Linked DNA regions of Mus musculus: regions 1 and 2 are each linked to region 3. Evidence: chromatin contacts called from public Hi-C and Micro-C data. All regions are on one chromosome and are shown on one strand. The core of a region is the stretch at or near the end of the contact, and the rest is flanking DNA. Distances in the headings are between cores, read along the strand shown. Region 1 overlaps Snx3 (sorting nexin 3). Region 2 has its middle 19 kb from the start of Gm40630. Region 3 has its middle 17 kb from the start of Foxo3.

What was found. Hi-C and Micro-C count contacts between places; a contact is called where the count stands out from the background.
Region 1: a contact with region 3 is called in a Hi-C map of the G1E-ER4 cell line, with 2.4 times the contacts expected there. The contact joins two enhancer-like sites. A contact is called at or near these places in 10 of 39 promoter capture datasets (3T3-L1-derived adipocytes, the C10 cell line, the HPC-7 cell line and 6 more), 1 of 15 datasets of contacts at CTCF or cohesin (large pre-B cells), 21 of 484 Hi-C or Micro-C datasets (B cells, the Ba/F3 cell line, CD8 T cells and 16 more), 2 of 115 datasets of contacts at active chromatin or transcription factors (bone marrow-derived macrophages and forebrain) and 1 of 9 other capture datasets (embryonic stem cells).
Region 2: a Micro-C map of muscle stem cells shows a contact between it and region 3, with 5 times the contacts expected there. The contact joins two enhancer-like sites. A contact is called at or near these places in 2 of 39 promoter capture datasets (the C10 cell line and embryonic stem cells), 1 of 15 datasets of contacts at CTCF or cohesin (large pre-B cells), 5 of 484 Hi-C or Micro-C datasets (the CH12 cell line, the HL-1 cell line, Sertoli cells and 2 more) and 5 of 115 datasets of contacts at active chromatin or transcription factors (bone marrow-derived macrophages, embryonic stem cells, fibro-adipogenic progenitors and 1 more).

Annotation. Positions count from the first base shown.
Region 1 is chr10:42,524,494-42,527,458 of GRCm38.p6, reverse strand. Snx3 (sorting nexin 3) reads right to left here. Exons shown (of 4, transcript NM_017472.4): 2 at 1,410-1,505. Among named protein-coding and RNA genes, the nearest start is that of Snx3, 24 kb to the right of the region's middle. Within about 2 kb of position 1,383, at least 14 of the 459 cell types and tissues checked have an H3K27ac peak or open chromatin away from gene starts, as enhancers often do. A contact at or near this core is called in the G1E-ER4 cell line, where this site is marked.
Region 2 is chr10:42,099,732-42,103,037 of GRCm38.p6, reverse strand. No RefSeq gene overlaps it. Among named protein-coding and RNA genes, the nearest start is that of Gm40630, 19 kb to the right of the region's middle. Within about 2 kb of position 1,302, at least 16 of the 459 cell types and tissues checked have an H3K27ac peak or open chromatin away from gene starts, as enhancers often do. A contact at or near this core is called in muscle stem cells, where this site is marked.
Region 3 is chr10:42,292,435-42,295,558 of GRCm38.p6, reverse strand. No RefSeq gene overlaps it. Among named protein-coding and RNA genes, the nearest start is that of Foxo3, 17 kb to the right of the region's middle. Within about 2 kb of position 1,513, at least 46 of the 459 cell types and tissues checked have an H3K27ac peak or open chromatin away from gene starts, as enhancers often do. A contact at or near this core is called in the G1E-ER4 cell line and muscle stem cells, where this site is marked.

The sequences.
Region 1 (2,965 bases), core at 134-2,633, 230 kb before region 3:
GGGACTACTCACAGGTAGGTAGGTTCCAGCGGGCTGAGCAAGCTTCTTTTAAAAGGATAATTGATGATAATGAGTTCCTACACTGTGGTTATGGGCTGTGTAATTCTGAACATCTTAGGTGAATTATATCACTAACTGTAAAGCACACAATTTATCTCTTGATAAAGCAGTTGCTGGGGGGGGGGAAAGTATATAATCAGCAACATTTATTAAACATTCCAGGAGCTGGAGAGATGACTCGGTGGTCAGGAACACTGGATGCTCTTCCAGGACCCCGTTTTAACTCCTAGCACACACATGCAGCTCACAACTGTGTGTAACTCCAGTTCTAAGAGGATCCAGCACCCTCATGCATACATACTTGTAGGCAAAACACCCATGGACTTAAAATAAAAATAAATAAATCATTTAAAAACATTCCAGTGTGCATATAAGCAATGTTTGGGGGAAAAAATGCAGCCTACCAAAATACTTCTTCATGGTCATTAAAATTTTTATTTTCCTAAATTGTTCAATTTGCCTTATTTTTTATCATATACATACATATGAATGTACATACATTTGATTTTTGAGATAGGGTTTCTCTTTGTAGCCCTAGCTGTCCTGAAACTGACTAGCCTGAACTCAGAGATCCTCCTGCCTCTGTCTCCTAGGATTGAAGGCGTGGGCCACCATGCCTGGCTTTATGTTTTTTATTTCCTACTTGTTTTAGACAGTTAGATCTTCTATCTACAATTACCAGCAGCCGTATATTGTAGTCCTTAATACTCTCCAGATTTTCCAAAGTCTTTAACTGAATTCACCTGTCCACTGATTTCTATGTGGTTTGGTACATGCTAAACATGCACTTTGCCACTGAGATGCACCCCTGGTCTCTACTCATGATATCTGTGTTATAAACTATGCTCCTATAAAAACCTGGGTTTAGCTTTTAAACTCCTCACACTCTGCTAAGTCTGTGTGCACAGCCCCAAAACAATATCATATATAAGACTTCTCAGGTGTGTCTCCTATGCCCACACAAGCTCATCTCAAGAATATCCATCTACCAGACAATAAGATCATCATTTTTATGAAACTTCTACATACGTGTGAGATAATAAAATATGCAGACTATGAGTTAAACAAAATTGGAAAATTATACTGCCCTTGAGGATGAGGAAGGACTGAGAAGGGCTATTACAACGTCAAGCTGCAAAGGCCCAGTTGCACTACTGAGCAGAAAAAAGAGCTCTGAACAGTGAGGACGACTGTCCTCTACTCAGGTACAGCCTGAGATGGACCCTTCACATAAGTCCTGCACCGGCTTTCACCCACATTCTGGAGCTCTTAAGTTAGAACTGGCACATTTTGCTTTAAAGTTACATGGTAAGTCAGAAAAGCATAGCTCCACTGTAAATAAGTCTTACCTTGCTCTCTCTTTCTAGTTCACTTCGAAGCCACTCAAAGTCACTGTATCTTCTTCTAACAGTAGATTCCTTCAGCTTGAAGATAGGAAGATTTGTCTGAAAGCAAAACAGTCACTCCTAAGTTGAAGAACATTAAGACATTCAGAAAGGGAGGGAAATGTCTGGCACACTGATAAGGTGACAAACATGGTTACCATACAAACACTGTAACATTATTAAGCACAATGCCCAGGCTAAGCCTTGACTACCCCTCACTATGTAGACTAGGCAGGCCTTGAACTTGCTATCATCCTGTCCTGGCCAGTTAACTCTTCTTTTGGCAATGCTGGGCCGGAGCAGCGGCTCCTCACACCAACCTGAGTCTCATCTCCAGTTCAAAAATGTAACTGTTTTGTTTTCTCCTTTGAAATTCACTTCTCTTGAATGTGGGTGAGAGGGTGTCTGGGTGTGCACGTGGAGGTCTGAGCACAACCTTGTGGGTTAGTTCTTTCCTTCTACCATGTTTTGAAGTAGGGTGTCTTGTTTTAGCTGCTAATCTGTGTATTCTCGTGTGTCTGGCCTGCCAGCTCTGAGCGAGTCATCCTGCTGTCGGAAAGCTGGGGTTACAGAAGCCTGCCACCATGTCATCCAGCTTTCCAGCAGGGGTTCTAAGAGGCTGAACATGCATGGCAAGCACTGTCATTTGCTGAGCATCTCCCTAGACCCTAAATGGTACCCTTAATTTACAACCTTAGGGTACCCAAAAGGTCAGGGAGTGTTAGAATTTATTTATCACTAGGAGAAAATTAGGAGTCATATAAAACAAAACAGACCCTAACATAAAGGGTAACTAAGGGGCTGGAGAGAGCAAGAATCCTTCTGCAGGATCAAGTGCAGCCCTCCACACCCATGCTGGTGGCTCACAACCACTTGTAACGGGTTCCGAGAGATCCAGTACCTTCTCTGGTCTCTGGCTACTGTACTCATGGGCACATGCCCATAGTCTTTAAACGATGCAGAGCTTTACAGGGGAGGGCATTTTAAGAACTGAGACCATGATGCTGAGTATTCGGAGGTTAGTCATAATGCAACACAATTTTTGGACTAAAGACTACTTGTTGCTATTTCTGCCAACTTTGGGGGAGTGGGTGGGCATGGAGGGAGGCTGAAACAAGGCCTCTCTATATAGCCCTGGCTATCCTGGAACTCACTATGCAGACCAGGTTGACTCTGAACTCACAGGTATCTTCCATCTCTGCCTCCTAATAGCACTGAGATTAAAGATGTGCACCCCCAGCATTCCTGATCCAGTAACAAGAGGGTCCCGATGGCCAGGGCAGGTAAAGGTGCACTTTCTATCAAGCAAAAATCCAATGCCAGAAACTCATGCGATCCAAGGCGGGGAGCTAACTACTGCAAGCTGTCCTGACTTCCACATGGGTACTGTGGCATGTGCACGTGTTCACATACAAATAAACAAATGTTAAGGAACATTCAAATAAGAATTGGCTGGGGGGCGAGGTGCAGCTTAGTAGTAAAGTGCTTAACTGGAAAGCCGAGGTCCTGGATTCAATCCC
Region 2 (3,306 bases), core at 53-2,552, 190 kb after region 3:
TTTAAAAATGTTATCACATTTTCTTCATTTATTCTTCTATTGAGGGACATCTAGGCTGTTTCCAATTTCTGGCTCTTCTGAATAGAGCAGCTATGAACATGGCTGAGCAAGTGTCTCTGTGGTTGCATGAAGCATCCTTTGAATGTATACCCATGAGTGGTATAGCTGGATCTTGAGGTAGAGAGATGCCCATCTTTCTGAAGAACCCCCATACTGACTTCCATAGTGACTGTACAAGTTTCCTCTCCCGTCGGCAATGGAAGAGTGTTCCCGTTGCTCCACATCTTTGTCAGCATGAGCTGTCACTGGTGTTATTGATCGTAGTCATTCTGACAGGTGTAATATGGAATCTCAAAGTAGTTTGATTTGCATTTCCCTGATGAGCCAGTGAGTTTTTATTGAGGTTACCAACAAGAGTGTTGTGAAGGTTGCTGACAAGGAACAAGGATAACCAGAAAGCAGCTGTGTCACCACATAGCCCGCCTCGTGCCAGTGAGGATGCTGGAACACTGCATCCCTGAGCCTCTGCACAGCTGGCAGGTAGCTCAACACTCTGAGCGTCTTTCTCTCTCTCCCTGGTTTGGCTGCTCAGTCTCCAGCTCTGGAAACTGTTTACTCCCTTTTATACCGTTGGTAGGATCCTCAAGAATCCTTCAAACTCCATTCTCCTGAGGTATATGTTATAAGGAACGTTCATGCGACAGCCACCGCCAAGCAGTGATTCAGGGCACTCTCTTAGGTTCAGATTTCAAGGTATTTCCGTCCTGTGAAGTTCTTCATAACCCAATGGTGGTGAATTCAGGCAGTGTGGGAACTTAGGCAGAAGCAGCTGCTATGGTGTCTTACCAGGTCAAGGGCCACGTAGTATCTGTAAGGCTGGGTGAGGGACAGACCTCATTTGAGGTTCTTTTACAAGAGCATGCTCCTCTCTGTAGCCAGACCTTCCCCTCAGGCGGCCAGTTTGTTCATTTGTTCAGAGATGCTGCAGATGCTAGCATCAATCAGGGACGCTACAGAAGGACTCTACTGCTGAGCTATGTGCTACTCAGTCAGTTTTGTGCACACCAGCATGGAGAGGACACAGGTAATTGTGACAACCAAGCCTATATCTTCTGCTCTTTCCCACTTGGCTCGGGTGAGATACAGAGACAAACACTGCCCTAAAGGCCAACCATTCTATTCTGAGAGCCTCTTCCTCCCTGGAGACACTGCCCAGGCCCTGCAGCTCCTACCCTACGGTCTCCCTCTCTGCTCTGCTCCTGGCATGCACCACTCTCCTAAGCAATGCGCTCAGTCACAGAGCAGCAGCTTTGCGTCAGAGCTCCCCTCAGCTGAATCACTAACACACAGGCAGGTGAACTGAAGTCTGTGACAGACTGGGGACCTGCCTCAGATCACAGTGCTGGCCTGTAGCCTAGCATTTAGTCCTGACCCCTGGAGATCATATCTGGCACAGGGAGATTAAGGCTTTTCCTCTCCCGTAGCACTTACAGTTAACAAGCCCCATGCTAAGACCACCAGCCTGAGCATGGAGAACACAGAGAACAGTGGTGTCCAATAATTTGCCCAGACTCACAGAGAGTGAGTAGCAGAGGTGAAATTTGGGCCCTGTGATTCTGGGTCCATGTTCTGGACCGAGGCTCTCATTCCCTTCTACCAACCATGCACATGAGCAATCGCCAAGAAACTCCTTAGCCAGAGGAATTCTGGCGTTGGTATGACTAACCTCTGGAGAAGCCGACGCCAAAGAGACTCACAACAGGTGTTGGACTAATCAGAGCAAAACAAAAATAAACTCTATGGTCAGACAAGTCAGCCATGTTGTGTCTCACTAAGTTAAGCTGGTTTTCCCCACTTCAGAATGCAGGGTCATTGCAATGCTACAAGACACCAAACTGTCTGCAAGTCTACAAGCATTTCCCAGTGTCCGAAGCACAGAGTCCTTCTTGATGGAGTCGTGACATCCCACATCACATGGTCACTGAAATGCTCAATTAGGGAGTAAAGGAGAAAATCATAAAAGGAGCTGTGATCCCAAGGACTCCCTAAAGCGGCACAAGGGTTCCCAGGGTCATCGAGAACCGCTGCTCTAAGCAAGTAATGCTTAGGAGGTATGAATGAAGGCATATCCTAACCAAACTAACTCATCTTATCCTCTACACACAACAAAGGAGAGGAGGAAGCGAAAGGTGTGTGTGCGTGTGTGTGTGTGTGTGTGTGTGTGTGCATGTGTGCATGTATGCATGTGTGTGGTGTGTGTGTGTGTGGTGTGTGTGTGGTATGTGTCTATGTGTATATGTGTGTGTGGTGTATTTGGTATGTGTGTGTATGTGTATTTGCTAGTGTGTGTGGTGTATGTGTGTGTGTGTGGTGTGTATGTGTGTGTGGTGTGTGTGGTGTATGATATGTGTCTATGTGTGTATGTGGGGTATGTGTATATGTGTGTGTTGTGTATGTGGTATGTGTGTATGTGTGTGTGTGTTTGTGTGTGTGGTATATGTGCATGGTGTGTGTGCACATGTGTGTGTGTGCATGTATGTATATGTGAGTATATGTGTGCAAGTGTGCACATATATGCATGCATGCATGTATGTATATTTGTATGTGTGGTGTATGTATGTATGTATGTATGTATGTATGTGTGGTATGTGTGTGGTGTGTGTAGTATGCATGTGTATGTGTGTATGTGTATTGCAATGTATGTATGGTATATGTGTATGGGGGTATGTGTATATGTGTGTGGAGGTATGTGTGTATGTGTGTGTGATATATGTGGTATGTGTGTGGTATGGTGTATGTGCACACATGTGTGCGTGCATACGTGTGTGAGTGTGTGTGCAACTGTATATGTGTGTGTTGAGATCACTTCCTTCTTGGACTATTTCATTCTTTTCTTTCCCACGCCTGTTTATTTTAAAGTGCTTCACTGCTCCACAAAAGACATCATGTAGTTTAGTCTTCCAGGAAGTCCATACTCCTTTTAAAGAGTCGTATTTAAAAATATAAGTAAATATTATTTTAGGCAGACTGCTTGCTGACTCTTTACTCAAGGTATTCATTCCAAATAGGTCACCCCTCTCTGAGTCTCTATACGTACTTTATAGTCTCTGTGGGGGAAAGAGATTTTCTTCAGTGGCATAGCCAGTGTTCCTGTAAATACTCCCTCACCCACAACCCTAATGAAACTCATTGGACTATCAAAAAGGGAAATAAAGAAGAGACAGAAAAGCAAAAGAAGGAAAATTAAATCAGAAGAGGGACTAGGTAGAAAAGGTTCTAGGGTTTGGGGTCGGCAGGAGTGACGGG
Region 3 (3,124 bases), core at 264-2,763:
ATACACACATATACAAACATACATATACATACATACATGCATACACACATACATAATATATACATACAGGCAGACATATACACACATACATATATTACGCATACACATACAGACATAATATACACACACACACACACACACACACACACATATATATATATATATACATGCATAATACATAATACATACACATAATACACACTCCTACATGAGTATTGATATGTAGAGTGGTGGGCAGTGAACCCCAGCAAGTCACTGGGCTGCCACAGCACTGTTTTTCTCTTCCCTGCCTTCATCTCCTTGTCTTTAGAGCAAGCTCGTCCTCCCAGCCACAAGATGGCAGGAGAAGATCAGAAATTCAAGCATAGTCTCTGCCTCTGATGAAACCTATCACAGTGCCCTGGCACCTAGTTAGAAAATACTTTTCTTTTCTTTCCTTTTCTCTCCTTTCCTTTTCTCTCTTTTCCTTTTCTCTCCTTTCCTTTTTCTCTCTTTTCCTTTCCTTTCCTTTCCTTTCCTTTCCCTTCCCTTCCTCTTCCTTTCTTTCTTTCTTTCTTTCTTTCTTCCTTCCTTCCTTCCTTCCTTCCTCCCTCCCTCTCTTCCTTCCTTCCTTCCTTCCTTCCTTCCTCCCTCCCTCCCTCTCTTCCTTCCTTCCTTCCTTCCTTCCTTCCTTCCTTCCTTCCTTCCTTCCTTCCTTTCTTCTCTAGTTTTCTTGGTAACAAGGTGCAGGCTAATGCAATCACACTTCCCAGTGTGATCTTGAAAGCTGCCAACAAGAAATGGGCACTGCGATTCTGTGCTCTTCTCCCTCTCTGCCTACAAAGTTGGGGCCCTGTTGTGGTCAGCCACACCGTGATAAAACCAGTGAGACTGAGCCCAGCAGATATAAGTGTTTCTAGAAAAGGGATGTCATGTGCCATGCTGCCTGTACCCATCATCTGCCACACATGCAGGTGTCTTGGATTCTTACTAGCAATAGACCTTGGGATGTGTGCCAAACATGTTTGGAATCCCAATGTCATTCCTAGTATGGTAAGCTAGTGTCCCCAGCTGGGTTACAAACATTCAGACAAAGCCAACCCTTGGCAGGTGCCAGTCAATTAAAATACTCATTTCCCCATGAGAAACACTGGAACCCAGGAAGTGTGGTTGAGATCTGAGTGGTTTCCACTGAGCCAGGCCCTCTTGGCCTCTCCCTGTTAGCTGGAAACAAGGCAGGATTGACCTAGAGGGCCTCGAGTTGTGGGTAAATAGAAGAAGCACTCGTTCATCTGAGGGAACCTTCATGGCATTGTGTGAAAATGATGGCTCCTTCATCCTGGTCCATTGGAAAGAATTTACCCCTCCTGAGTACGTCTGAGTGTCCCCATCAGGGCAGGTTAAGGGTCCTGTTTTAGAGGTGACTCATTGTACTAGAAGTTGCTGAGAAGCAGCTGCCTCTGGCCAGTCAGCCAACCAGCTGTGTGTGGGTGGGTGTGTGGGCTCGGGTAAGGTCACCCTCCCCAACGCACTTGTACTGTGGTTTCTTGGTGTCTTGAGCAATGTAATGGAACTGTATGTTTGAGCCTTCCTCAGAGGTCTTTCTGTTCCCTTCTGCCCCTCCCAGAGCTTCCTGGGTAGTGGCCAAGAGGTAGAAAACCAAAGGAGTAAGGCTTACCAGGACGGACACTAGAGATAAGGAGGTCAAGTGCTCAGTTGTTCTGGGGGTCACAGTGCTCCAGGGGCAACTGTGGTGCTCTCTCCGGTGGAGCAGAAAAGCCTGGATAGCAGTCTGAGCTGTGTCTGTGAGAGAGGCTTCTGGAATGGTCATCTTGAGCAAGCCTGGTGGTTTACAAGAAAGGGACTTAAGAGCGAAAGTGGAGACTTGCCTCTGGTATAATGCTTTGGAGTGCGCAAGGCATGTTCTGAAAGCTGCAATCACATGCAGGCACCCGCCGCTGCTTGGCAGCACAGACTGGTGGCCCTGCTGTGTGGCTGAATGCACACAGACATAACCCCTATGTTGGCCATTTTGCAAAGATCCAGGGGAGAGGTGGGGGCAGTGGCACTTGGCAGCAGCAAGGGTAGGGAGCACACAGCTAAGGGGTTACTGATGATACCCAGAGAGAGACGGATGTCAGACAGCATCTCTGGATGCTTCCAACCATGATCACAGCGGCCAGCGGCACTGAAGATTGAGGCTAATAGATGTAGTTGCAAAGCAGACCAACCCACCCTAGGTAATTGCAGGGCTCACACAGGCAAAACAGCTGGTCAAGTGCTTGCTGAGAGCTCCACTGGCCGACCCCACTTCACCTCCCAAGGTGGTTCTGAAGGTTGAGGCTCTCAGGAAAACAAGACCCCGACCGTGAGACTCAATTCATCCCTGGGGTGAGTCACTATTCAATCTTTTAAGAGTTATGCTAGATTAGTATGGAGAAGTGGAACTGGTTATAAAACCCAGAAGACATGTTGGGGTCTTCATAAAAGCACATCTGCTTCCAAGGGGGGATTCTGCCAGGTGTGCTGGTACATGCCTCTAGTCTTAGAACGTGGCGAGTGGAAGCAGGAGATGTCAAGTTAAAGCCAGCCTGGCCTATATAGTGAGACCCTGTCTCCAAACATCAAAATACCTAAATAGAGACTAAGAAGGTTCTTTTCCTATCTGGCTCATTCTTTTTGGTGAGAGTGGGCATGCTTCAGTCAAGGGGGACAGAGGAGGCTGGTACCTGTACCTCTAAGGTGCGATTTCTTGCCAGCAGGAGGTGTTGGCAGTTTTTCCTTAGCTTTGTTTCTAATGAAAAGGGAACAGGGGATGTAAGAACCGAGAGACTTGTGGGGCTGTGGTGGCGCATGCCTTTAATCCCAGCACTCAGGAGGCAGAGGCAGGCGGATTTCTGAGTTCAAGGCCAGCCTGGTCTACAGAGTGAGTTCCAGGACAGCCAGGGCTACACAGAGAAACCCTGCCTTGAAAAACAAAAACAAAAAAACACGAGAGACTTGACAGTCAGATAGAGAAACTGTCCTTTGGGAAAAATTTCCAAGTCTTTTACATATGAGGGTCCGTTTTGGTGTTAAAGGGTGCCCAGTACGCCAACAACATTGCCATTTTACTTTGTATCCACTGAGAGAAGGAAACAACCCA